Regions from separate parts of the Mus musculus genome. Here region 2 is linked to region 1. The links are chromatin contacts, called in public HiChIP or PLAC-seq maps. All regions are on one chromosome and are shown on one strand. Each heading gives the region's core, a stretch centred on a gene start, on an enhancer-like site or on the middle of the called end of the contact. The rest is flanking DNA. Distances are from core to core; before and after follow the strand shown.

Evidence for each region. HiChIP or PLAC-seq counts read pairs in DNA pulled down with a chosen protein or histone mark.
Region 2: a contact with region 1 is called in an H3K27ac HiChIP or PLAC-seq map of bone marrow-derived dendritic cells, with 4 times the contacts expected there. The contact joins the promoter of Trim30c here to the promoter of Rhog in region 1. A contact is called at or near these places in 1 of 39 promoter capture datasets (pre-B cells) and 1 of 115 datasets of contacts at active chromatin or transcription factors (bone marrow-derived dendritic cells).

What each region holds. Positions count from the first base shown.
Region 1 is chr7:102,248,719-102,251,461 of GRCm38.p6, reverse strand. It overlaps Rhog (ras homolog family member G), which reads left to right and starts at 1,344. Exons shown (of 2, transcript NM_019566.3): 1 at 1,344-1,417.
Region 2 is chr7:104,399,383-104,402,125 of GRCm38.p6, reverse strand. It overlaps Trim30c (tripartite motif-containing 30C), which reads left to right and starts at 1,348. Exons shown (of 8, transcript NM_001378693.1): 1 at 1,348-1,434.

The DNA of each region.
Region 1 (2,743 bases), core at 95-2,594:
AAACCTCTTCCCATTAAATACCAAACACTAGTTCTGCCCTCCCAAATTTCCCCTAGCCCCTCCAATTTATTCTCTTCCCATTGGGAGGAATTTGCCTAAGGGCCAAAGAAGAAGTAAGGGGTCCACAAACTGCCTGTGCGATGAGAACAGGCTTCTGGAATCTGAGAACACTCGTTTAGTCAGTCACTGACCAGCCTGAGTTTGATTGTCCTAACTTGACTTTCTATACAGTACCACAGCACGGATACCTATTCTGTAATCTTCACATCCTCTGGGTGGAGAAATTTTTTTTGTTGATTTTACCAAAACAAAACAAAACAAAAAACTGATACTTGGAAACATTAAACTACCTGTCAGACCTGATCCACTTTATTTGGAGGTCCTCTGTAAGACGGGGTGTTTATCTTGTGTTGTTTTCACTGTACCTTGCGGAGCTCTGCACGTGGTAGAGCACCCAGAAAGTTGTTAAAAGAATCAAGACTGTGGATTCTCCAGGAAAACTGCGCCCAAGGCCTGGGTTAGAAGCACCAGAGGGCGCCCTCGAGGCCGTCCACTCGCCGGTCTCCAGGGCCCAAGCCGGACCTCAGGCCTGGGCGCGGTCCTACCGCTCCAAACAGCCGCGCGCCAGGGCGAGATCAGGGAACAAGAAGAGCCCCACGTCTTCCCACGCCCCGCCCCCTCCCCAGGGCCCCGCGGAGCTGCGAGGTGCGGAACCACGACACGACATCCTGTTTTGGGGGCCCGCGCGGCTCCGCCTGCATCTCTGCTGATCACGTCTTTTCCCGGGGTGCTGACGGCAGCTGCCCTCCCCCCACCTCTGTCTCCCCACCCTCCCCAGGGGTCTGGGACCTTCCCACTGCTGAATCACCACCACCCAGCATTCTCCCAAGGCTCAGGGCAGGGGTGGGGACTGCCCCAGCCTGACCCATTCCGGCTAACCCCTAGCCAGCCGCGGCTACCTCTAGATTCCCGGGCTGAGCGGAAGGCATTTCTCAGCCTTCCCGCGGAGGCTGCGGGGCGGGGAGTGAGATACTAGGAAGAGAACAAATGCCCAGCGCCTAGCTTAGGGCCCCTGCTGGGGGGTGGGGGGGAGATGCCAAGTGAAAGCGGGGAGACCTGACCTTGAGAGGCCAGACTCAAGGGGTCTCAGGGCTCACGGGGCGAAGAGTGGAGAGAAGCAGGGTGTGCGGGACTGTGCGGAGGGCAAAGCTTGCAGAAAACCCGAGGCTGGAGGGTGGGGGAGGCCTCCGACTTCCTAGTCCGCCCCGCCCCGGCCGGCCCGCCCCCGCGCCCCGCCCCGGCCCTGCCGGCCCGGCCCCCACCCCCCCACTTCCTCCGGCCTCCAGTTCTCACTTCCTTCTTGAGCCCAGAGCCGCCGCCGCCGCCCCCAGCTCCCCCGCCGCGGGGAGGGCACCAGGTGAGGCCCGGGTCGAGCCCGTCGGGCAGGGGTCCTGGGAAGAGGAGTTCAAGCTGGCCCGGACTGGGTACCCGGGAGCCGGGAAGTTTGCAGGAGGGAGGCCGAGGGCGGGAGGTTTTCGTTCACTGCAAGTTGGGCGGGCGCGGCAGGCCGGGCGGGGACAGCGGCCACCGCGACCCGATCGCTGGTGGCCGGGTTGAGGGTGGGATCCGAGGGACAGCGCGAGCTCCTGCTGTCCGCGAGGGACCACTGAGATCCGAACCGTGAGAGGCTCGGAAGTGGGAAAGCGCTGAGCTGTGAGGCTGGGACTCTGCGGTGGGGTGCCCTCAGAAGTTGTGGGGCTGTTCAGTAGTGTGTGAAAGGAAAGGGCCTCTGGGCTGCAGAAGGCGCGCTCTCTGCTCTGCAGTTGTGACATTTGTGAGGCTGGGGTTGGGGGTGGGGGGCGGTGTCTGAGGCCTCTGAAGTCTCACCCGGGAAGGTCGGAGCCAGTCCATAGCTGCTACACTGTTGCTGCTGAGGACTCGGTGGGGGAATCCCCATTCCCTCTCTGTATTTTTCTGAGCCAACCTCTTTATTCCTGTCCCATACAACAGCGGGTATTTAGTGAACACGTCTGTTGTGTCTATCAGACTCAATCTGGCCTTTTTTATTTTGAGGATAAACTGAGGAAGGAAAGGGCCACTATACCGATAGTCACTGACAACTTCCATGACTTTGAGAGGCAGCTGGAGTACTGGCTTTCGGTAATGATTGAGAGCTCTTAACGTCTTCTCCCTCACCTGAACTCCCCATACTGTCTTCCACATTCGCCATAGTGTCGACCACATTCGCCTCCTTCCGGCTCTTCCCCCAACCACATAGATGTACCCAGGCCCTGATCTCGCATTTACCCTGCCCTGCCTGTTGTTCAGCCTCTGACTACCACACACATATCTCCCCATTTTGTTTCTATCTTCCCTGCCGCCCTCAGTCCGTCTCCTTCCCTTGGTCTGTAATCTAGCTTTGGTGTCAGAAACTGCTTTAAACTTGCTGAGTTTGAGAGCCTTTTTCAAACGTCTTTAGCTTAGAGATGCTGGCTGCAACCTCCCGATGATGGAGATGATTAAACATGTGCACACGCCCGTGAACATGCAAGTTTTGGTGTTCTTTATCTCTTAGAGACAAAATAACTGCCCTCAGCCTTGAGAAGGCCCAGAGCAGAAGCCGGCAGAATGAAGGGAACCTGCGGTGGGTGACACTGTGGTTAGGCAAGGGGAAGCAGTCTGTAGCAGGCAGGGTTGGGTGACACAAGAATAAGATTAGTGAGAAAGTCCATGGGAAATCAAA
Region 2 (2,743 bases), core at 99-2,598, 2.2 Mb before region 1:
GGTTTGAATAACAATGGCCCCAGAGGCTAAGATTTTTGAATACTTGGTTCTCAGTTATCAGGACACTGTTCAGGAAAGATTAGGAGTGTGGCATTCTTGGAGAAGGTATGGCATGGGTGCAAGCTTTCAGGATTCAATAGATTCTGACCACCACCACCATTCTCTTTCTGCCTCAGGTTTGTGCCAAGATAGTGTCTCAAGTTGTGACTTCTCACTTCCTGCTCCAGCACTGTGTCTCCCTGCCTGTTATCAGGCTCTCCACTGTGGTGGTCATGAACTCTAATCCATTTAACTTGAGCCCCAAGTCAAACACTTTCTTTATAACTTGCCCTAGTCATGGTGTTTATCCCAATAGTAGAAGAGTAAGGACGACAGATGACACGTGTGTGTGTCTCCACACCTGATTTAGTACAGCGCTTAGGTTCCATCACTGGGCTCCATCACTTAGGTTCTAGGTGAACACTAGGCCCAGAGAAGCCCATTCACAACCCTACAGATTTCTACCTTCTAGTCAGGGAATGTTACATCAGTATTGTTGCTCTTTAATACAAATCCTAAATCAAATGGAAACAACTAAGACATTCTGGTGAGGGAGCCCTGGAAGGGGGAAATGAATGCATGGGTCAGATCAACACTGTGAAAGGACTAGGTCTTTTCAGCCACAGAATACATAATCTGGGGACATCATGGGGCAGCTGGAGAGCCCTCTGCAACTCACTACTCTCTCTGCTGTGAGGGTAGTGAGGTATTTCTGCCTGGCTCTGCACATGACTCCTCCCCATCCTGTCCCTGATGGATGAGGAATCTTGCTTGTGTGGCAGCTTCCCTGAACTGCAACTTCCTTCCTGTTCTCATCCTACAAGAGTCCAGCTCCAACCTCAGAGGAACACTGCAGCTTTCTGTCCCTAGTCTTGTTTTTTCCTTCCCTTTGGGCCACACTTGCCACCTAGGCAAAGCCAGCACAGGAGCTCAGGTGCAGGAGAAGCCCATGGGGAAAGCTTTCTTTCCATCACAGGCAGATTTCCAGAGGGTCAGGAACTTTTTGGATGATTGTATCATGAGTCTGAACAAGTGACATAACAAGTTCCTGTAGCTCTGAAAATGTCCCAAGTTACTGGAAGGCAGAGCTGACCTAAGGCAACTGACTCCCTCTGGTAGTAAAACCCCAGTTAATAATGGGGTACCACCCTGTTGGTTGATAGTTCTGTGGTTCCTTTTTCTCAGTTCCACCCCTCAAAGTCTTAACTTTCATTTCTCTTGTGGTTCACCAGAGCCCGTGACTAAATTCTTAGAAGCTTAGTGACTAAGTTCTCAGGGTATAGACTTTGCTCCTCTCCATGATTCTGGGTCATTTGGTTGGTGTTTGAAGGTGTGAGAACAATATTAGACTGCAGAGTTGGGAGGAATTTAGAAGAAAGCACTGTCTCTGCTTTGGTGAGTTTAATTTGAAACTAAGAAGGAAGGGGAGGTGGAGAACTGCTGGCTTTCTGCTGAGTGTTCTGGGCCTAGGAGTCAGAGGGAAGGGTGGCCTGGGGAAATAGCTCTCATGGGCTGAAGAGATCCGGTTATTTCTCCAAATTTACTCTCTTCTTTCCTAATCTTTAATTTTGAGTTGCACATGAATCTCCTGCTCCAAGAGAGAAACTGCTCTCCCTCAAAAGTAGAGCCAGGGCAGAGTTTGAAAACAAAAGTTTAAGATTTATCTGAGTAATAATGGATTTACCCATGATTCTATGGATTCATTCCCTATGTTTCTGTCCCTGTGATTAGAAGTCCTGACCTTCCTGCAGCTACCTATTCATGTATGCCACTCCAACCTCAGTAGAATCTGTGTGACAAGTTCCACAGACTGAGGTGAAAACTTCAAAAGAAGGAGGCCTCCTAGAACCAGTTGTGGAACTCTTGGCTGAAATAAAATATTGAGCCCTAGTTCTCATGGCAATTTATCTGTTTTATCTTTTTTATTCATTTTTTTATTTACAAGATGTTCCTGATAGCTTAGGCTAAGATCTTAAGTAAGAATAATGGGTAAGAAACCATCCCTTGAGATGGGGTCACTAACCATGGCCTTATCTCTGGAAAAACCAACATTTCACTTTATAAATCATGCATAAGATAGAATTGATAACTAAAAACTTTCCCAACAATAAAATTTTACATGGCTGCACATGTATCATTGGAAATAGGCTTTCGTATATTGTTTAAGAAAGCCTTAAATAAAAAGAATAAAAATACTTCAAATATATGCTTTGAAGATTTACAGAAAATCAGGTACTAGATGTTAAACAACAACTGATCATAAAAATGTATTAACTTGTTCTTGGAAATTTGCCACTAGCCTTAGATGATTTTTGTATTTTACTATGCCAAATGATTATAATAATATCTGTTCTACCTGACTGCTTCACTGAACACACTTTTCTTAGAAGTTGTAGTACTTGAATGAGAGAGAGAGGAAGAAAGGGAGAAAGGGAGAGAGGAAGAAAGGGAGACAGACAGAGGCAGGCAGACAGACACAGGGAGAGACAGAGGGAGTATGAGAGAGAAAAAACACTGGAGAAGCACACTTTCAGGAAGTGTCAGATTTCTATTCCTTTGGAACATGATGTCCCTATAGATCTCATCCTAAACTCATGGAATTGTCCAGTGTCAGCCTCCACAGCTGCAGAGATTACAGGTAAACATTACTGCCCCAGGACTTTTCTACTGTTCAAGAAATAAGCACCTGATTGAGTTTAATGAT